Regions from separate parts of the Macaca mulatta genome. Here region 1 is linked to region 2. A link is a contact called in public Hi-C data. All regions are on one chromosome and are shown on one strand. The core of a region is the stretch at or near the end of the contact, and the rest is flanking DNA. Distances in the headings are between cores, read along the strand shown. Region 1 holds the start of FGF7 (fibroblast growth factor 7). Region 2 holds the start of EID1 (EP300 interacting inhibitor of differentiation 1).

Region 1 (6,984 bases), core at 1,765-4,264, 560 kb after region 2:
AAAAAAAAAGCAACATACAGAAAAATGCATATGGTGTGCTACCTTTTGTATAAAAAGGGGAAAAGTAAAAAAGTAAACAAGTAAAAATCATATGTATGTCCACACAAACATATGTATCCAGTTTGCCTGTATAAGCATAAGGAAACTCTGAAAAGATACACAAGAAACTAATAAAAAGAATTATCTATATTTTGGGGAAGAAAGAAAACTGAGAGGATATGGAACAAAATAAGATGTAAGAATGCAAAGTAATGAAAATATTTAATTATGTTCCCTTCTACTGATTATATTATACATGATTATGAATGAGGCAAAGTTTTAAAATTAACTATCAAAACATAAAATTCATGAAAACAAAAGTTATTTTCTTTCATTTACTTTTACATGGATAAAGAATATAATGGAGGTTGCTTAAGAAAAGTTAGGTGGCTAATTATTACTTTAACAACTGCCTGCTTTCGCGATACTTTTTGAAATAGATTCTCTCTATTGGTTTAATACATTCTATCCCCAAATCAACTATCCAAGTATTAGGCACTGTTTCCTTTTGAAGGATTACCAGTGTTAGCCTTTACTCCAAAGCACATTTTAAAAAGCCAATATTTAGGAACAGATGCAATAATCTTTTGTTTTAAAAATTTAAAACTCATGAGATGTAGGTATTTCCAATTTAAAATGAAGTTAATTATTATTATTATTATTTATTGAGATGAAGTCTGTTGCCCAGGCTGGAGTGCAGCAGTGTGATCTCAGCTCACTGCAACCTCTGCCTCCCAGACTGAAGTGATTCTCCCACCTCAGCCCCCAGAGGAGCTGGGATTACAGGCGTGCAACTAATTTTTGTATTTTTAGTAGAGATGGGGTTTTGCAATGTTGGTCAGGCTGGTCTCAAACTCCTGACCTCAAGTGATCCTCCTGCCTTGGCCTCCCAAAATGCTGGGATTACAGGCATGAGCCACCGTGCTGGGCCAGTTAATTATTTCAAGTCAGCAATGGTGTGTTAAAAAAGAAAATTCAATCTACAAATAACAAAAGAAAGACAATGGTTCAAAATATTTCTGTGCTTAGTCTATCACTATAGGTCTATTAAAACAAGAGCAGCAAATGGTTGCCAATGTATAACTTAAAATATCCAGAGGGTTACCCCATCTATAGTTACCCAAAGTTATTCTTAGTTCCTGGAGAATTCCTTTAGAAGCATAAGCACAATAAGGACACAGTGAAATCTAAGTTCGGTTCTCCATTATAGCTGTGGTCCTAATGAATTGTGGGCCCATCCTGAATTAATAATTCTCCAATAAGAAAAATGATAATCAAAGAATTTAAACCACTGATATAGTTCCCTTGTTGAGATTAATCTGTTCATTAATATTACTGGGATCATATTTCCAAATTACAGAGTGTAACAGCATCTAATGCACTTTAAGTGCATAGATCACAATTTTATCCTTTTGTTTCCCATTTTACAGTCAATCCTATATAGCAGATATTTAGGAGGAACTAAGCACTCTTTGCTAACAAACTATCCATTTCTTTTAAGTATTTAGCATTTAGTTAGCAAATGTTGACTTCTAACTTACTGATTTCTTGGTTTAAAATCCATGGGATCAGTATGGAACAAATGGATTTAGTAGCTCTTGAGTATCTTTACACTGTAAACTTACTAATGATGACTTTTATTTCTTTAGAAGCAATATCTAAGTCCCAGGAATTCTGAGCCTGCTCATTATTGCTACCTCCGAAACTAGTGGAGTGTGATTCAGAACACAGTAACATTATATTTTCTTTCCTCCTTCTCTTCCTCCTTTTAGAGAATACATGATGGGATGTTTTCAGCTTTCTAGCTTTCAACAGATGCAATTATTAAAGAGTCTGTCCTCCTCTGCTTTAATAAATGTGGAACATTCGACATTTGGCATATAAAGAGTAACTGGGTACATCTGAACTATTCTGTGCTTTTGATTCTGTTCCCTAAAGGGAGAGATACAAAGAGAAATCACATAAACTATAATCCAGTTGAGTAGATTTAATTTCCTTTTCCTATTTGGTCTACATGCACCACCTGGTGGTAAAGTAGTGCATTTCAAGTAGAGAAGAATGTGTGTGTGTGTGTGTTTTGAGGTGTATATAACATGAAAAAGATAATTTTAATATATTTCTTAACACTGATTTAGATAGACAACATAATTATTCTACACCAAGAATCTAATACAACACTTGAGCACTACTTCATGTATACCAGAACAGGAAGTAAAGGAGAGAACTCATGCTGGAAAGGAAAATAGCTTACTCTTATTTACCTTAGCAATACATCTTATAATTCCATCTCTAAATTAACATTTATTATTACAATATTCTTACTGAGGCAAAATTCAAACACTGATAATCAATGCGAAACAATTTCCTCCTTTTTAATTTTTAAGAATAACAGCTTTTAAAAGTAGGTGCCCTGTTCCTTATATTAATAGTGAAGATAAGTCATAGATCATGGAATTGTAAAGCACCAGAGAGTCATTAGACCAATATACCAATTTTACAAATGTAGCAGCTGAGACTCTGGAACAGCAGGTAACTTGCCCAAAGTCATATCGGTTATTAGTGGTCCAACTCAAATAAGAATCTAGATCTTCTCACTTTCAGCCTAGGAATACAATACATAAAAATTGTACTTATATTCATATTCAATTAATTGTCTCTGTATGATGTGATAATACTCAACTTATCTACACAGTGCTTTAAGGCACTCATATGTTAGTTAATACATTGTTCTAACATTCTGAGCACAAAGAAGTAATTGAAGAAATGCATGTATCATAAAGCTATGGAAAAGATTTTCTAAGTATTAAAAAACCCTATATATATATTCAAATGAATAATTTTCCAAGTATAATACAACTTCTATATTGCAAAGAAGATTTAAAAAATTCCCTTTCCCCTTCTAACTGCTTCAGAACCAGAGATCTGTTTCTACAACGTAGGTACCCACTTGTAGATTTAAGCATAAAACATGTTCATAGCTCCCTCTCATGACCATTGAATACTATACAAGCCTCCTTTTATTCTCGCTGTTGTATTCAACTAACAGCTCACTGGCTAAGTTTTAATTGCTTCCAATGAGGTCAGCAAAGGTATTTATCGAAAAGCCCTGAATAAAAGGCTCACACACACACACACAAGCACACACGCGCTCACACACAGAGAGAAAATCCTCCTGCCCGTTGATTTATGGAAACAATTATGATTCTGCTGGAGAATTTTTCAGCTGAGAAATAGTTTGTAGCTACAGTAGAAAGGCTCAAGTTGCACAAGGCAGACAACAGACATGGAATTCTTATACATCCAGCTGTTATCAACAAAACAAGTAAGTGACTGTTATTTTGTCTTTAAAAACAATGCTGAATGTTTTCTAAAAGTTTATCTTTCTCTGATTTTAGTACTGAGCAGGAAAGTAAAGTTACAAGATTTTTGAGTCATGTAACTATCTATAGTAATTATGCTGTAGAACATAAAGATAAGGTTGAAGTTCTCCAGAGCAATCCTGACATTTAACTTAAAAAACCTGGGCAGTTCAGGAGAAAATAATTGATTAACCACAAATGTAAAAGCATATAATAAAGAAGCCTAGGGAGAAAGCACTCATACTTTGTTAGTGGCAATTGTAAAAACTTAATTTAAATCAATAGTTCTGAGTGCAGTATGGTTCTCACAAAACAGCAATTGGAATGAATGGTACAGTCATATTCTGTTTTGTCTCTACTCAGGCATAAATTCTATAAATCTACACATAAAGTGGTAAAGATTTTGACATCCTCTATGAAGGCTATTTTAAATGTATCTTCAGAGAATAACCTATACTGTATATTATACTACTACTTACCCACCAAAATTTATACATACAATTTTTATCTTCCTCTCTCTTCCCCTCCCTATTCTTAATCTCTCATTGCAAACAGAAGTCAAATAGCAAACAGCGTCACAGCAACTGAACTTACTACGAACTGTTTTTATGAGGATTTATCAACAGAGTTATTTAAAGAGGAATCCTGTGTTGTTATCAGGAACTAAAAGGATTAGGCTAACAATTTGGAAAGAGCAACTACTCTTTCTTAAATCAATCTACACTTCACAGATAGGAAGAGGTCAATGACCTAGGAGTAACAATCAACTCAAGATTCAATTTTCATTATGTTATTCATGAACACCCGGAGCACTACACTATAATGCACAAATGGATACTGACATGGATCCTGCCAACTTTGCTCTACAGATCATGCTTTCACATTATCTGTCTAGTGGGTACTATATCTTTAGCTTGCAATGACATGACTCCAGAGCAAATGGCTACAAATGTGAACTGTTCCAGCCCTGAGCGACACACAAGAAGTTATGATTACATGGAAGGAGGGGATATAAGAGTGAGAAGACTCTTCTGTCGAACACAGTGGTATCTGAGGATTGATAAAAGAGGCAAAGTAAAAGGGACCCAAGAGATGAAGAATAATTACAGTAAGTAATTTTATTTTAAGTACTGCTTATGAACCTTAGCAATCTGTTAATGGATCAATTTTCAGGTGATGGGTTTTCTCAGCTTCCTTTTGCTTCTTGGGAAAAAAATTAAATAAAATGTCACCTAATTTCTCTAAATTGAACTATGTTGAACTATGCCCCTAAAAATATCTCTTGGAACAGGACAAATCTACTTATATTATAGTTGGACCTGATAATCCAAGCCCATTTGAAAATACATACTCCTTGTCCTGAAAATGCTCAGAAGTTAAGCAAAATGTAAATAATATTATTCACACCAAAATGTGACTTAATATTGTCTAGCAAAACTCATTAAGATATCTAATTTAGAATTTCATAAATTATCACTAAAAGCTACTTATCACTAGTTTAAAGAGTAGGGAATTTATTTTTATTAATTTGATTTTCTTTGAAACAATATTTTCATGATGTAAATTAAAATATTTAATCTGTGCTAAGATATGCATTCCTTTGCATAATACATCTATTCCTTTGTATAATGATAAAATAGAAGGGAATCTGTGGTATCCTTATTCATTTGAGTCATAATGATCTTGCATTAGGTTAATTATCAACTTATGCAGAAAAACAGATATCTCCTAACATTTTCCTTAACTAAATCTTTTATGTCATAAAAGTTCTATGCTACCTTAAGAAAAACATAAATGTGAAGGAAAAAAAGTGAGCTGGAAGAGATGGTAATTCCATGTTTTTCAATTTACAGTCTTATATTTTTCCCAAGAATCAGTTATTCTTCTTATGTTAAAATATCAGGGTTGTGTTTTGCATTAAATGGTTATGATTAATAACAAACTTCAATAGTATTAAATGTAATGGAATAAGATACACACCTCAACATATACATTAAGGATTTAAAATATTTAGTAAAAATAAATTTTGTTTACATTACTAGCACTCAGGCAACATTGTTATTAATATATAATTTCATATTAATTATGTTAAAGTAATTTGAAAAAGAATGCATGGGGAGACTGGTGTAAACATGTGCAAATCACAGAGCCAGGCTTGCAGCAATTACTCAAACTTTTGTTGCCTGTTTACTGAATGACTTTTAGGGTTCTGAACTAATCAACCAATAAATGGGAATTTCAGAGAATTATGTTTCCAAGACCTTCTTTTTAACCATAATTGATACAGAATGTTAAAGCCATTTTAATGACTGGACAGTTATGGTTTTATTATTATTATTTATTATTACCGAGATTAACAAAGGTATCATGTTAGTCCTAGAAGACCATTCTGATTATACTGAAGTTTATCTAAGGAAATGACTACTTGGAGAAAATTTTTTTGATATCTACTTCTATATGAGCAACAGAATTTGCCTTATAATTAATTAATGTAAAAGTTACTCAGATTTATCATGGATGATAAAACCTGGTGGAGAGGACAGAGCCCAGGTGAAAATTATGACACGTGGGTCAACTCCCTGTCTGTGAATGATGTGGGGACAATTTCTTAGTTTTTCTGACCCTCGATTTTTCATCTATAAAATGTGGGATAGGTACAGATGATTTCCAAGATACTTTCCAGTTCTTATAGTCTATTCTATTTTAAACCACAGAGTATATTTCATAAATATAAAGAAACCTACATACCCATTGCATAATTATCTCACACAATGAATGAGATGGAAGTGATAGGATGAGCTGTTAAAACTAATTTCAAATTATAGTAATAAGGTTACCAAACCTTAACTGTGGAATTCTATATGCTGACTACTCCTTTTGAATCCTTTTACCAAGTAATGAAAAAGTAAAAAAGTTGATGTAAAATCCAGTGAAAGTGAATAGTATGCATAATACTATTAGGATCAACAGTATCTTCAATTGGAATACATTCACATATGTAAATTTTATTTTGTTGTGTTAAAATTTCTTGAAACGATGAAACTCAGGTAGTACACATACATAAAATGCTAAAATTATTTTATAGTTTGAAACACAATTTAGTGCTAACTTTGAGTAAGCCTAAAGCCAATTTTGTAAACCGTCTCCTCTAACACCAATTCTATAATACAAAAGAAAAAAAAGGCAGTCACCCTATATTGTTATAAATTAGAATGTCACAATACCAGTGTACTAAAAAGACAAGATAAACATCATGTAAATAATTTTTACTTCTATAAACTTTTTAATAGGCTGTATATACAGTATATACCATTAATTATCCTGGAAAAGAAAACTTTCATCAGAATCCTTTAAGTAAACCCTAAAACTGTTGTCAGGTTATGTGGCTATCTTATTGGAGAAGGAGTCAGTAAGATTTCTCCAAAGTTAAAAAGAGGATAAAGCCCCCCCTTTCTTTTTCTATAGGAAGTCCTTAGGTACAGAAGGAAATGCTACAATGAAGAATATATGGAAAGTAACATGTTAGAAGAAAATTCTGATAGCCATTTCCTATTATTTGAAGGGTAGCCTTACTATAATAATTTTA
Region 2 (6,860 bases), core at 1,850-4,349:
ACTGCAGAAGACTTTAAGGCTGCCAACAAAAACAAAGCTGCATTTAAAAGAAAATATCAAGAGTCCTACTTAAAATACCAGTTCATTACAACAGGTGATTCACATTCTCCAAGCTCACTTTGTATAATATGTAGCAAGTGGCTGTGTAACAAATCCATGAAGCCTTCTAAACTGCTTTGTCACATGGAGACCAAGCACCCTGCATTAATACTAAGCCTTTGGAGTTTTTCAAAAGAAAACAATGTGAACATAAAGAATAGAAGCAATTATTGAAGGCTACCACTTCATCAAATGTGTCTGCACTGAGAGCATCATTCTTAGTGGCTAACCACTTTGCTAAAGCTAAGAAGCCCTTTACTATTGGTGAAGAGTTGATCATGCCTGCTACTAAGGACATTTGTCATGAACTTTTAGGAGAGGCTGCAGTTCAAAAGGTGGCATGGGTTCCTCTTTTGGCTAGCACCACAACTAGATGAATTGATTAAATATCAGAGGATAATGAGGTACAATTGTTAGAAAGGATTAATGAGTCACCGTGGTACACAATCCAGGTTGATGAGTCTACTGATGCTGACAACAAAGCAACAATGCTTTTTTGAGTGTGATATATTTTTCAGGAGGATGTGAATGAGGATACATTATATGCACTTTTGTTGCCAACCAGCACCACAGCTGCAGAACTATTCAAGTCTTTGAATAATTACATATCAGGAAAATGGAATCAGTCATTTTGCAACGGTATATGCATGGGTGAAGCAGTTGCCATGACTGGATGGCATTTTGGTTTCACTAATCAGGTCAAAGAGGTCGCTTCTGAATGTGAGTCTATGCACCGTGTCATCCATACAGAAATGATGGCTAGTTGGAAAATGTCACCTGAAGTTAACAACATTTTGCAGTATGTGATTAAAATTATCAACCATATTATACATGCCCTTCACTCACATCTGTTTGCACAGCTCTGTGAGGAGATGGACGCAGAGCACATAATGTCTTCTCTTATACACAGAAGTGAGATGGCTTTCTAAAGGTAGATCACCGGCCAGAGTTTTCGAGTTAAGAGAGCTGCTGCAGAGATTTCTTTTTAGAAAAACAGTCACCATTGGCAGCACATTTCAGTAACACAGAATGGGTCACAAAACTTGCTTACTTGTGTGACGTATTCAACCTGCTCAATGAACTCTATCCGTCACTTCAGGGAAGAACAACAACTGTGTTCAAGTTGGCAGATAAAGTGGCTGCTTTCAAAGCTAAACTGGAATCATGGGGGTGACAAATGAACACTGGGATTTCTGACATTTCAAACATTAGCAGAGATTTTGAAAGAGACTGAGCCAGGGTCTTCTTTCTCCCAGCTGGTGCATGATCACCTATCTCAGCTTTCCAGAGATTTTGAGCATTACTTCCCGTATTAGTCAGGGTTCTCCAGAAGGACAGAACTAATGGAATATATATACACATATATACATATACACACACATATATATACACATATATATGTAAAGGGGAGTTCATTAAGTATTGACTCACACTATCACAAGGTCCCACAATAGGCCATCTGCAGGCTAAGGAGCGAGGAGAGCCAGTCCAAGTTCTAAAACTGAAGAACCTGGAGTCCGATGTTCGAGGGCAGGAAGCATCCAGCACAGGAGAAAGATTTAGGCTGGGAGGCTAGGCCAGTCTCTTTTCACGTTTTTCTGCCTGCTTATATTCTAGCCACGCCGGCAGCTGATTAGATTGTGCCCACCCAGATTAAGGGTGGGTCTGCCTTTCCCAGTCCACTGACTCAAATGTTAATCTCCTTTGGCAACACCCTCATACACACACCAAGGATAAATAATTGTATCCTTCAATCCAATCAAGTTGACACTCGGTATTAACCATCACACTTCCCATCCACAAAAGACAGAATGGATCTGTGACCCATTTGTGAATAAGCCAGGTGAATCCACTTTGTCCATGCTAGAAGAGGATCAACTGCTTGATATTGCAAATGGCGGTGGCCTTAAAAGTATGTTTGAGACAACTTCAGATCTCCATACGTTCTCGATTAAAGTCAAGGCGGAATATCCTGAGATTGCCACAAAAGTACTCAAAAGTCTCCTTTCATTTTCAACATCCTATCTTTGTGAGGCAGGATTTTCCACAGTAACAGCAACCAAAATGAGATTACAGAATCCACTGGACATAAGGAACACACCTTGGGTGTCACTGTGTCTCATCACCGTCTAGTTGCAGGACCGTCTAGTTGCAGGAAAACAAGCTCAGGGCTCCCACTGATTCTACATTATGGTGAGTTGTATAATTCTACGTAACTACAATGTTATAATAATAGAAATAAAGTGCAGAATAAATGAAACGTGCTTGAATCCTTAAGTATACACAGTCATATAATTCATAGAAGTATATACAACTTAAAAGCAGAGGCTTTTAAGTTGAAGACAGGTAAAACATGTTTTTAAAAAACACACAAAATAGTATTTTGCTATGAATACATAAAGATACATGTAAATGCAAATAAAAAGAATTTAAAGAGTACACGCTGCGTTGGTAATAGTGGAAAAATACCTACCCGGAGAAAAGAAATGGGACCAAGTATTTCTTCGCTATAACTAAAAAAAAAAAAAAAAAAAAAAAAAGGACAATATATATGTCGTTTGTGAATTTAACTTTTTAAATGACAACACTAAAAGGACAGAATGGATTAGTTCTTAATATGCTGATCTGTGGTTATGGATGTTGTCTGGTTTGGAAACGTGGATTTAGAAGTCATCAGCACATAGATAAATTGCCCTGGGGAGGAGGAAGAAGGGAGGGGAGGCACATTAATGTTAGGAGGGCCATGTAAAGTTATTTTCCAGTTTGCTGCATCACAAGCAACAGTAGGGTTAAGTAACACAGAAACTGTTACGCTCTTGCCTACAGGGTCCCTAGATACCAAGTTCGAATCGACGGAAACTTAGCTCAAAAAGCGACGCCCACATCCCGGGAAAAACATTGAGCTACTCCAACCACAGTGGCGCGCCAAGCAGGAGGCGGTACCTGAGGACCACGCCTGCGCGCGGGGTTACGCAAGCGCGCAGCTTTTGCGCACGCGCACAAACGCACGGCCGCGCAGCATCTATCTTGCTGGAAGCTTTTTCCGAGAGGTTGAGCGGTTTGCATAATGTCGGAAATGGCCGAGTTGTCCGAGCTGTATGAAGAGAGCAGTGACCTGCAAATGGATGTGATGCCTGGCGAGGGTGACCTACCGCAGATGGAGGTAGGCAGCGGGAGCCGGGAGCTATCCCTGCGTCCCTCCCGCAACGGGGCCCCGCCACAGCTCGAGGAGGAAGGCCCAATGGAGGAGGAGGAGGCCCAGCCAATGGCGGCGCCAGAGGGGAAACGGAGCCTTGCTAACGGGCCCAACGCTGGGGAGCAGCCAGGCCAGGTGGCGGGCGCAGACTTCGAGAGCGAGGACGAGGGCGAGGAATTTGATGACTGGGAGGACGACTACGACTATCCCGAAGAGGAGCAGCTTAGTGGTGCCGGCTACAGAGTATCAGCTGCTCTTGAAGAAGCCGACAAGATGTTTCTGAGAACAAGAGAAGCAGCCCTGGATGGCGGGTTTCAGATGCATTATGAGAAGACCCCGTTTGATCAGTTAGCTTTTATCGAAGAGCTTTTTTCACTGATGGTTGTCAATCGTCTGACCGAAGAACTCGGCTGTGATGAGATTATTGATAGAGAGTAGTTACATGCTGTTAAAAGAGGAGGAAACTACTTGAGGAGGGACCCAACTTTCCGCTATCTTTTGGGTTCATTCCAAATAGTTTTGTGCCATTGAAAAACTTGACCTTCAAAAAAATTTGTTTTTCAGAATAGAAGACAATAGGACAGTGACTGCACAGTTGTGAAAAAGGAGAATCATTAAAGAAAAAGGAAAAAAGATTTTAAGACCGTTGAAATCTGTTATCAAGAATGTGCTAAAACACCTATGGCTTTGACTTTGTTATTGATCCAGATTATTTTCCTTGCATTGGGGAAAATATCTTTCATATTTGTTTGCTGTAAAGATGGTTTTGCAAGAATAAGTCATGACCAAGACAAACTGCCAATACAAGAGCCCACTGATATTAATTATATAATGAGAAAAAATGTATCCAACTAGGACACATATCTTTTGAGTTATTTGGACTGAAAGTTTAAGAAAACTTGGGAAATTCTATTTTGTGATCTAGTCAAGCCGTAGTTATCAAAGGCTAAATTTTCAGTGTAAGACAAATGAAGTATTCTTCATTATTCCAAAAGGATGAGTAAACTCAAAGATGTATCACATGTGCTCTGTATCTTAAGATGTGTTTCCAAGAGCGTCTGAAATTTTGTTTGTACATGTATCTTGATCATTTATAAAGCCACTGTGATATATAAATCAAGAAAATTCATTGTCATAACCATTTTTAAAAGTCAAAAATTAAGACATCTTTAATTAAAAACTTTCAAATCTAGACACTAAATGTGTGTGAATGTACAAAGAAACCATTGCTCACGCTGTTATATACTAGAGAAATTTTGTTTTGCTTGCTGTTTTAACTTGCAAGGTGAAATACTTTAGTTGAACTTCATATTGTAAGAACTGTTAATAAAAAGTTGTCAAGTAAAAAGCCCTATATCTAAAAAGACTTTATGAACAGTTATTCTATCAACTTTTAAAGGTTTTAAACCTACCCAGAAATTACCTTGGTATCTGAAGTTTCCCTCTGTCTCCTCCTCTAATTAAGCTTGTTATTTGTTATGCACCAGCATTGGAGATAATAAAATTTCTTGTTCTGTGTATTTTGTTTGGCTAATAATATTGTATACATACTTTATACTAGTTTTTATTGTATGTGTTAACCAGTATTAAGGGAAAATAATCCAGCTTCAGCTATCTAATTCACAAATTAATTTCTGGAAATTAAACTTTGTAAATTAAGTTTTTGCCCTACAAGAATTTGCTGGTCTAGGAAAACCTGCCCTATCAATGAGTATGTTGCCATGGTTACCTTACTAAGATGCTGAGGTTCTAGGAGAGTAATGATTACATCAGAAGGCTATGTTCAGCAAAATGAGTATATCAGCAGGTTTTATCATGATCAGTAAAAAGGTTCCAGATGCTTCTGCTCCATTATAGCAGTAAAGAACAAATATCCAATGCAACAGGACAATTCAGAGCATTATTTATTTTATGGTCATCCTGCCTTTTGGGGAGAGAGATCTGTAAAAGATAGGACTGTGACAAGGATGATCAGAATTGTTCAGACACTAGCTGGGTTGGGAGGGAGAGATGGTGGAAGTAAAGTGTTGGTGCTTAGACTTCTTAATCCTACCACTTCCACTGCTATCTCAATTAGCCTGTAGCTACGGTCAGATGAGTGTGGATAGATAATTAATTGCTGTGATGTAAATTAGTTTGAATGGGGGTATGCTAGTGCACAATAAACTGGCTGGTTGTATTTACCTCCAGATGTTTATCTTTACTAGGAAAGATAAACTCTTGGGGAAAAAAAATCTGACGTCCACAAACTAGAAGGTTGTGATTCTGTTTCTCTCTGGGACTAAGTAGGGCACAAGAGTTGGGGGTGGGAAACACTCCCTGTTACATCTGAAGGCCCATCTTGGGGAGAAAAACTTGGGCTCTGCAATTGGCTCGGTTGTTTTTCAGTCTTAAAAATAGGCAGTAAGCAGAGAGACAATGAAAATTGTAAATACTTATTTGTATTTATTGAGGATAGAAAATTAACATTTTAACACCCCTTTTAGGGGTGTAAAATCATTTGTATTTCCTTTACATGCAGTTACCACAGACAAACCAGACTACTTGGTTAAAATTTGGGTTCTACTATTTGTTAGCTCAGTAACTGGGAAATTAATCTCTCGGGCTCGGGTCCTGAACTGAAAATAGGGACAATTGGATGTACCTTACAAATTGTGAGGACTAAATGAAGATGTGTGTGAGAGTGTGTGTGTGTTTGTGTGTGTGTGTGTGTGTGTATCTTCATTTAAGGGAACTAGAGAAAGGAGTTCTGGGGAAATTCTAACTGATTTTGCAAGATAGGGGATTTAAAGAAGCTTTTGAGTACACAGTGTGATTAGGGAGAGTTTTGCAAATTTATCCATATGTATTACAAATGTTCGCTTAGATCAGATATCCCATGTTGGCTATCTTCAGGCCACAGATCTATTTTGTTTGGTTCATGCTTATAATTTTAAGAGACCAACATCTCAGTACAGAGATAGCAGCTAAAAATCTAGATTCTTACCTTTTTATTATTATTTTTTTAAAGTAAAAGATCTGGGAGCCTTTGACCTATAGACCTATGTAGCCCAAAACCAAACAGACAAAAAAGCAAACAAACAAACAAAAACATCTGATTCACCTTTAGACAAGGAAGGTCTTCTGTTTGCCAAGTGTCAGTGTTATCTCCCCAACATAGAGGCCAGGTAGCACTTGATATTTATCATTGGGCTTGCACCATTGTTTTTTCTTGTGCTTACACAGCTTGCGTTACCTACTTGGCCTCTAAATATCTCAAGTTGCCTCTCCTTGTAGAGACTAAAGGATGTCTCAGTTTTTGCCTGTTTTACCTTAACTCTATTACCCTTCTGAATTCAGTATCTGTTAGAGTTGTAGAAATCAGTAAAGAATTAGTGGGAGTGTGAGCTACTGAGACTCTGATGTTTTTGCTTGAGGCCCTAAAATACTATATTAAAGTATGTCAATAAAGTCTGTCGCTTGAATTTTGAAACAAGGAAATACCTATAACTTACCCTTGCAAAAGTGTATTTTCCCATCTTGAAATATGGTAATATTTAAAAATTGCAAGCATTACATGTTTAAT

The links. Hi-C and Micro-C count contacts between places; a contact is called where the count stands out from the background.
Region 1: a contact with region 2 is called in a Hi-C map of cortical neurons, with 6 times the contacts expected there. The contact joins the promoter of FGF7 here to the promoter of EID1 in region 2. A contact is called at or near these places in 3 of 14 Hi-C or Micro-C datasets (cortical neurons, fetal cortex germinal zone and fetal cortical plate).

What each region holds. Positions count from the first base shown.
Region 1 is chr7:26,763,315-26,770,298 of T2T-MMU8v2.0, forward strand. FGF7 (fibroblast growth factor 7) reads left to right here and starts at 3,015. Exons shown (of 4, transcript NM_001194613.2): 1 at 3,015-3,361; 2 at 3,954-4,506. The coding sequence starts at 4,221. All of the region lies in intron 11 of FAM227B (family with sequence similarity 227 member B), which reads right to left.
Region 2 is chr7:26,203,457-26,210,316 of T2T-MMU8v2.0, forward strand. EID1 (EP300 interacting inhibitor of differentiation 1) reads left to right here and starts at 3,100. Exons shown (of 1, transcript NM_001265838.2): 1 at 3,100-4,820. The coding sequence starts at 3,167. The coding sequence ends at 3,733. The region is part of intron 4 of SHC4 (SHC adaptor protein 4); the gene reads right to left.